Regions from separate parts of the Pan troglodytes genome. Here region 1 is linked to region 2. A link is a contact called in public HiChIP or PLAC-seq data. All regions are on one chromosome and are shown on one strand. The core of a region is the stretch at or near the end of the contact, and the rest is flanking DNA. Distances in the headings are between cores, read along the strand shown.

What was found. HiChIP or PLAC-seq counts read pairs in DNA pulled down with a chosen protein or histone mark.
Region 1: an H3K4me3 HiChIP or PLAC-seq map of stem cell-derived excitatory neurons shows a contact between it and region 2, with 4 times the contacts expected there. The contact joins the promoter of GNB4 here to the promoter of PIK3CA in region 2. A contact is called at or near these places in 1 of 7 Hi-C or Micro-C datasets (stem cell-derived neural progenitor cells) and 1 of 1 datasets of contacts at active chromatin or transcription factors (stem cell-derived excitatory neurons).

The regions. Positions count from the first base shown.
Region 1 is chr2:182,627,264-182,631,192 of NHGRI_mPanTro3-v2.0_pri, forward strand. It overlaps GNB4 (G protein subunit beta 4), which reads right to left and starts at 2,085. Exons shown (of 10, transcript XM_001168001.7): 1 at 1,651-2,085.
Region 2 is chr2:182,328,863-182,332,740 of NHGRI_mPanTro3-v2.0_pri, forward strand. PIK3CA (phosphatidylinositol-4,5-bisphosphate 3-kinase catalytic subunit alpha) reads left to right here and starts at 1,430. Exons shown (of 21, transcript XM_024355822.3): 1 at 1,430-1,566. It overlaps KCNMB3 (potassium calcium-activated channel subfamily M regulatory beta subunit 3), which reads right to left. Exons shown (of 6, transcript XR_010155875.1): 6 at 3,423-3,689.

The DNA.
Region 1 (3,929 bases), core at 835-3,334, 300 kb after region 2:
ATAAGTCCATAACAGACGCAGATTAAAATAGTCAGCAAGGTAAAGAAACTGATGATACAGCCAGCTGACTTCAATAACATGCCTAAGAGAAATCACACCATCTCAGGCAGTATTTGGTAAGGGCAGAAGAATGTCCAACACTTAGTTCCAATTCTTAATTTTCAAATTGCCCCAGAGTCTATTTTTAAAGTGTAAAAGTATGTGCTGACATACTTACATGCCAATTGTTTAAAAGAAACAATTCTACAGGTTAACAAAGGCCAAAGACTCGGAATAACTTCCTAAATAATGTTTATGGGCCCACAAAGAGTTGAACCAACCTAAAATATCACAAGCTGTATCAATCAGTTTTATAAATGTATATACAGAGGGTTGACAACGTTCAATAAGATGATATTTTAAAAGTTTCTATTTCAGTTTCAAATTCATCTACAAACCAAAATGCAACATGGAAAATCTTAAAATGTCTTTAAGCCACATAATGAAATATACAGTAAATTTTCAGAGCCTAGGATCAGTAGTAAACCAAAAGCCCCACACTGAAGAGTATTAAAATGAACAATGGCAGAGACTCGAAGCACACAATGTTGAATGCACCTAATCAGCCGTCCTCCTCTCCGACTAGAAATAACTTCCCTCCCATCTTAAATTAAGTAGCGTGTGTTCTGTCTCTGTCCTAGAAGATGTACTTAATGGTCATAAACTCTGTTTGCAACACTGAGACGGACTCATAATAAAAGTTCTAATCAACAATTAAATTTTGAACGTTTTAAGAAAACTTCCCGCTAATCCACACGCCAAGCTACTTTGTCGGTGGCTGAGAGGGAGAAAGATGCATCCTTATCCTTTATGGAAAGAGAAAGGGAAGGAGTGGGAGAAAAGGGAACACAAGGAGACGCAAAATAACAAAGTATTGCTTGTATAAACAAATGAAAGCCTGGTTTCAAACTTTTGAAAATTCAATGTTCCCTTAGCGAATAGCAATACATATCAAAGTATATGGCAATCATCCGTGTTCTGAAGCAGAAAAAGGTGGAGAGAAAAGGAAAACACTTTTTATTGTACTGAACTCACAAGTATTCAAAATTCATCAATCCCCTCCCATCCTCAAACTCTGGACATTATATCATTTCCAAAATAAATCGGAAACAAAACCACTGGACTAATTTTGGACTCAGCGTAGAACTTTTATGAGTCTTCCCAGTACTCTCCACCCAACAGCCCTGCTGGGCAGTCCCGAATACCCGCTATTTTGGGGGCACGCACGGGTTCGTGCTCTGAGTTCCTGGAAGGAGGCCTCGGGGAGTGACGAGAAACCCGGGGGGTCTGCAGGACTTGGACCGCCGACCGTTCCTCGCTGCCCGGGGCGAGCGGTCTGGACCGCCCGGGAAGTGCCTGCGCCGGCGGTCGTGGGGCCAGTTCCCGCGCGGCAGCGGGGCGCGACACAGGCGCGCCCTCCCCGTCCCTCCCGGGCAGCGTCGGCCGCCCGAGCCCTCAGTCTCGGAGCCAGGGGAGACCCGCCCCGCCCCGCGCCGTCACCCGGGCCCCGTTCCTCAGGGGTGGCTCGCGGCGCCCCACGTCCCTGCGAGAAGCCCGGGATCGCTTTGCGGGGCGCACCGACGAGCCGCCGCTCGCGAGCTCGCCGCCTACCTGGAGGGAGCTCAGGCCCGCGTCGACCGCGCGCTGCCGGGGTCCGCTGGACGCTCAGCAGCCCCTGGAGCGCGAAGCCGGCGTGGAGAGCACAGCGCACCACCGAGACCAGAGCCGCCGGCCACACCCAGTCCCGCACCTCCCAGCAGCCAACTCCGCGGCGCGCCGGAGCCGGGGCGGGTACGTGGCTGGAGGCGCGAGGCGCGAGGCATGAGGCGCGCGGGCCCGGCGGGGACGTGCCGGGGACGCGCAGACCCTCGGAGCGCGCGCAGCCCGGGCGGGGGGCGAAGGGAGCGGGCGCCGCGCGCAGCTTCTGCTTCCTATTTTCTCTCTCGTTTCCTGCCAGAAGGAGAAGAAAAACATTCATTCCCGGGCGGTTTCGTTTTCTTGTTGGTGTGGCGCCGGGGCACGCTGCTAAGTAGCGCCCGTCTAAGTGGCGTGGCCAGTTTCCTTTCCGGCGGTGACAGGCGCCAGTTTGCTTGTTAGCAGGATCGAAGGGCAGAGCTAGAAGACCCCAAAGGTCCCATTTAGGTTTCCCATTCCGGAATTCTAAATGTCAGAAAGTAAACTGAAGCCCAGAGTTGCACAACCTTGCGTTGCAGTCCCCGCTCTTCCATCACTAGTTATAGGACCGTGTACCGTCTCGGGCCTAAGTTTCGTCATCGCCAAAATAAAGATACTGATACCTGCCTCATAAAGGTGCTAAGCATATTAAATGAAGTGATGTTTGCACGAAGCCTGCCTCCAAATAAATGGCCAATACTTGGAAGTTATTGTTCCTATTGTCATTGATAAAACTGGAAGGCCTTCCAGATATCCCTGCCAAGTCGCTCTTCTCCGCATGAGTTAAACACCACATGCATCTCAATCGAGTTTTTTTTTTTTTCCACATGTATCTGGGTGTTTTATGTTTAAAATGTCATAAAATAAATGCATCTATCCAGTTTGCTTCCTCTGAAGTCAGTACCGCCTGGGAGCATTTTTCCTCTCCCCACCCCCATTTTTCTTCTGAGTTAATTCCAGTTTGACAGACTGTTGCTATAGCATTCCTTCTCTGACGTCAAACAATTTAAAGAAACAGCCCTGGGTAGCGAAAACTGCAGAGGAGTTCTTTGTGGAGTTTCTGTGCCGGAGAAAGGTTCGAACAATATCATCAGATAACTTTAACACCCCCTCAGCCTTCCAATCCTCCTTCTGTAGCTGCTTCCCACTATCACCTGGAATAAATCTATTAGTCCCTTGAAAGAGGTGATGCCATGATAAACACACCCTGTTTGTGACTGTGGGGAAAATGTGACCGTTTTGTATAAAAGCCAGGCCATGACAAAAATAGAAGCAGCTGTTTCTATTTTCTTTATCCACAGATAAACTGTGGATAATTTTTCCCCCAAAATTTTCATTTTTACTAATATTAGGAGCATTTTTCCATTAAGAAGAAAGAAATGCCAAATATTCTGCATATCAAAGTGTCAGAAGAGCTCGTTGGGACATGAGTGTTTTGCATCTGTAACTATTTATGTTTTAATGATTAAATCCTGAGTTTTATCATTGTCGTTTTTAGGAGGAAGCAAAGGGAAATTGTTAAAGAGTGCCTATTACGGACCATGCTCTCTGCTTTCTTATACTGTACTTAATCCTCATAATTACCTTGAAGTGTGAATTTTATCCCCATTTTACAGATAAGCAAACTGATGCCCTGGTAAGATTAATTTATGAGAGTCACGAAGGTATTGGTAGAGCCCTGCATGACATCAGATTGGATCAACTCCAAAGCCCACATTCTTTCTTTTTTTTATTTGTTTTTTTGTTTTTTTGTTTTGAGACGGAGTCACTGTGCGGTGATGTGATGTCAGCTCACTGCAACCTCCACCTCCAGGATTCAAGCGATTCTCGTGTCTCAGCCTCCCAAGTCTGGGATTACAGGCACAAGCCACCACGCCCAGCTGTTTTTTTGTATTTTTAGTAGAGACGGGGTTTCACCGTGTTGACCAGGCTGGTCTCAATCTGCTGACCTCAAGTGATCCGCCCACCTCGGCCTCCCAAAGTGCTGGAATTAACAGGCGTGAGCCACCGATCCCGGCCTCATATTCTTTCTTTAGATTCTTTTCTGCCTTGTTCCTGTGCACTAGCATTTACCAGATGTTATAAAGCTTTGAGAGCTGGTTGTTGGGTTAAGATTATTTGTTGAAAAACAAGTTGCTGGTGTTTAGGAAAACACAGTGGGAAGCAATGAGATAGTCTATTCCAGAAAAGATGAGGGGAAATATAAATGAACAGCT
Region 2 (3,878 bases), core at 180-2,679:
AACACAGAAAAGAAAAAAATACAGTCAAGTGAAACTACGACCACAAAGAGGAACAGATCCATCTCATTTACCATTGGGGTATGGACGGACGTGCGGTGTTCGAGAAGACTGTTGTTATTGGTCAGAGTTTTGCTCTAGAGGACAAGTAGGACTGTAACATCTCTAGGATGGGTCACTTCCCAAGCCCTCTATTACTTAAAAATTCAAGGAGGAACCGATGCTGGAGTACTTGTATCTCAGACTTCTAATCACTGCTCCTACGCTTTTCCAATATTACAACAAAAGACCAGTAGGGGGAGAAAAACGCACAGTACCGAACCTTTATCAGTAGTAATCTCAAAAGTCAACAGATTGATTTACTCTCAAGCAAACAGACTTCTAAGGTACGCAGCACCAAGACACTACCTTGAATCAAATCTATAGACTATATGACATTTCTGAAGTCTCTGTTGGCATTACGCGAAAAATCCCCCACGTCTTCTGAATAGTTAGAATTGAATCCTACAAGCTGCTTCGAATCAGAATTCGATTTAAAAAAAAATGAGGGCATAGCAAAAGGTCTCCACGAAGTGAGTCAAAGGACTGCAGAGGGCTGTGACAGTGCATTCCGCCTTCGGGATGGTATACAACTTAAACCGTGTCGGCAGAAGAACGCACAGCAACGCTTTGTAAAAAGCATTCTTTCTATTATAGAATCCATAACCACGCTGGTTAGCCACTGACAGCGGCGGTTAGCCACCGCACCTCCTCTCACCCCCGAACTAATCTCGTTTCCTCTATGGGTGTAAAAGTGAAATAACCCACTTGCTCCCAATATTCCTTTCTATATCTCTACCCCAGCTCGCCTGCTGCTCGTAGAAACAAATATACTACATGTACGCTGTCCTAGGATGACACAACACCCTCACTACTGCAGAAGACGGATCATTAAACAAACGTCAGAAGAGCAGCCCCAACTGTACATAAACTTCGGGCGGAAAAGCAAGACGCAGGCGCAGTAGCACATATTGTTACCCTATTTGCCCACTCCCTGCTCCTCCTCGCCTCAATTTCACTTCCGCTTCTTTGCGCATCTGCTTCCGGGGGATTGTAGGCTCTGCCCCTCCTCAGCTCTTACCCTCCTCTGCCGGAGGAGGGGGGGGGGCGAGGGGGTGGGGAAGAGTTCGTTGTTTGTTTACACGATGTGAGCGGAAAAAGAGACCAATAAAGTTTATTCTGGAAACAAAAGGAAAAAAAACAGGGGCGACGGAGAAAGGAGTCGGGGGCGGGGGCGTGTGGCGGGGGCTAGCGAGGAGAAGGAGCGAGAAGTAGAAAGCGGCAGTTCCGGTGCCGCCGCTGCGGCCGCTGAGGTGTCGGGCTGCTGCTGCCGCGGCCGCTGGGACTGGGGCTGGGGCCGCCGGCGAGGCAGGGCTCGGGCCCGGCCGGGCAGCTCCGGAGCGGCGGGGGAGAGGGGCCGGGAGGCGGGGGCCGTGCCGCCCGCTCTCCTCTCCCTCGGCGCCGCCGCCGCCGCCCGCGGGGCTGGCACCCGATGCGGTTAGAGCCGCGGAGCCTGGAAGAGCCCCGAGCGTGAGTAGAGCGCGGACTGGCCGGGAGCGGGTGCGGTGGGAATGGGGACCGGGTGGGTGCCGGAGACTCCCGGGCGCGCCCGCCGTGTTGGGCGGGGGCTACGGGCTGGTCGTCTCCCAGCGTCGGCCCGCGGCGGAGTTCGCCTGCGATCGCCGCTCCCTCTCCCTCGCCTGCCTCTGGCCTCTCCCAGCTGCAGAGGCGAGGGCTCGCCGCTCCCTCTCCTTTCTCTCTGGCTGCCGCCTCGCTCTTCCTTTGCTTCTACTCCCAGTTTTGGGGACGGGGCGGCTGGAGGTTGAGGAAGTGCGCCCAGGGCCGCCGCCCCGGCCGCGGTGGCTCCGTCTCCCGCGCCCTGCACGCCCACCCAGCCCGCGGGTGGAGGGGCTGCCGCGAGGACCGCGGCTCAAGGGACGCGGGCGCGAAACCGCGAGCTTTTCCTGAGGGGCTGTCACGCCCGAGGACTCCGGCCCCGCCAGCCTGGCGGCCCTGCGTTTGCCTCTTACTGGGTTTAAATCGCCCGGCAGGGGTATGGAAGGAACACCGCTCCCCTCACCCCCGCCAGCTCCCCTCCCACCCTTCCTTTCGAGGTTGTTTTTTCCTTTTAGCTGAGACAAACGCTTAGATCTTTCATTCATAGACCTGAGACACTGACTCATGTGACTTGTCTCTTTACTAAGTGTATTATGTGATGCCTGTTCCATGGCTCCTAAGTGGCTCGGAAAGGTAGGGTAGGGCCCGGGATTGGGCTATGTAAACACCAGACGTTCAGCCGGCGTGTTTTTGACCTCGGCTCGAGGGGGTTATTTTAGGATGCTAAAGGAATAGTGATGGTGGCCAACCATGTTACCAGACTTGGGAATCGAAAGCTATTTTTTTTATGTCAATAATTGAGACTGTTTACATGGTTAAATAAAGGATAGGGTAAAGGGAGCGCAACAAGAGGGGCTTTCTAGAAAACAGTCTGCATATTCTTTAATGAATTAGAGTTGTGATTTCATCTTGGTGAAGCTTCCTCATTCCAGCACTGCGCCTTTGTGCACATGCAGGACCTGGGTTTTCGGAACGATGTTTTGAATCATAGTTTGTGTGGCCGGGGAGAACCCCTTAGAATACTTGGGTAGGTAAATTCCAGGTTATCTCAGGGGATTATTTCTACTGCGACTTTTGAACCACTGAGGGCAATATTGGTCATATGTTATCCTGCTTAGAAATTGAATTTTTCTGAGTATTTGCTTACATTGTACTGTACAAAATTTGTTTATGTGCTGGATTGCGTGTTTTAAGAAAACTTCTGGAAAATACTCAAAATACCGTGTTGCTAAGTTAGTTTGGATAAATCAAAACACTTTGCTTTCAAAGCAACTACAGTCTTAACAATTTAACGTGTCTTTGTATTCAGGTTTTAAGTTTTTGGTTTTTTTTTTTTTTTTCTTTTAACTGAAGCACTGAGGTCCGGTTGACAGCATAGATCTCCATCTAAACATCACATGTTCTGGAAAATTTTAATTATCAGATTAACTGTTCTGCAGTGTCATCAGCCAAAATTATCTGAAGAGGACTGTGTGTTTACGTGTGTGTGTGTGTGTGTGTGTTGGTATTTTGCTTAAGTTTTTTCATCTCACATTTTGGGACAAAATAAAACTTCATAGCTTTTTTCAAAAGTTTCTTGTGCTTTTTCAAACGAGTACTTTCCTATTAAAATCACAAAATAGTTTATTTTAAAATGATAGCATATCGTAATAATAGCATCATGGGGGAAATAACAAGAAAGTAAAGGAATATTAATATTGCATGATTGTGCGTATAAAGTTTTAAAGACATTCCTGTCAGTTTTAAATAATTAAAAATGAAACACCTGTAAATATAGAAGAGTGTTTTTATTTAAGGTTAAAAAAATTTTAACTAAATTGGTTATAGCATTAAAGAGATGTTACTAAATACAAATATTGTACTTAAACTGAAAAATGGCTTCATGGAAGTGTAAATTGTCATGGGCCTTGATATATTTAAAAGGGAGACTCTAAAAGTGCAGTGGTTTTGCTTGCTCTGTGCGTGGAACAGCCTTTCTGGTGGCAGAGCTTCCTTCCTGTCAGGATAAGGTCCTCTCCATCCCAAATCAGTATCCCCTTAAAAAACAAAACAAAAAACCCAAACTTATAAATAATGCACAACATAAAGTAGACTGTAATAACTTTTTCTCTAAACCAGTTTACTTTGTGTGCCGCTTCTTATAAGTACCCTTTACTGAATAAAGATTTTTAAACAGTTACGATTACCATTTAAAGGGCACTTGCTCTGTTGATCTGTTTATTTGA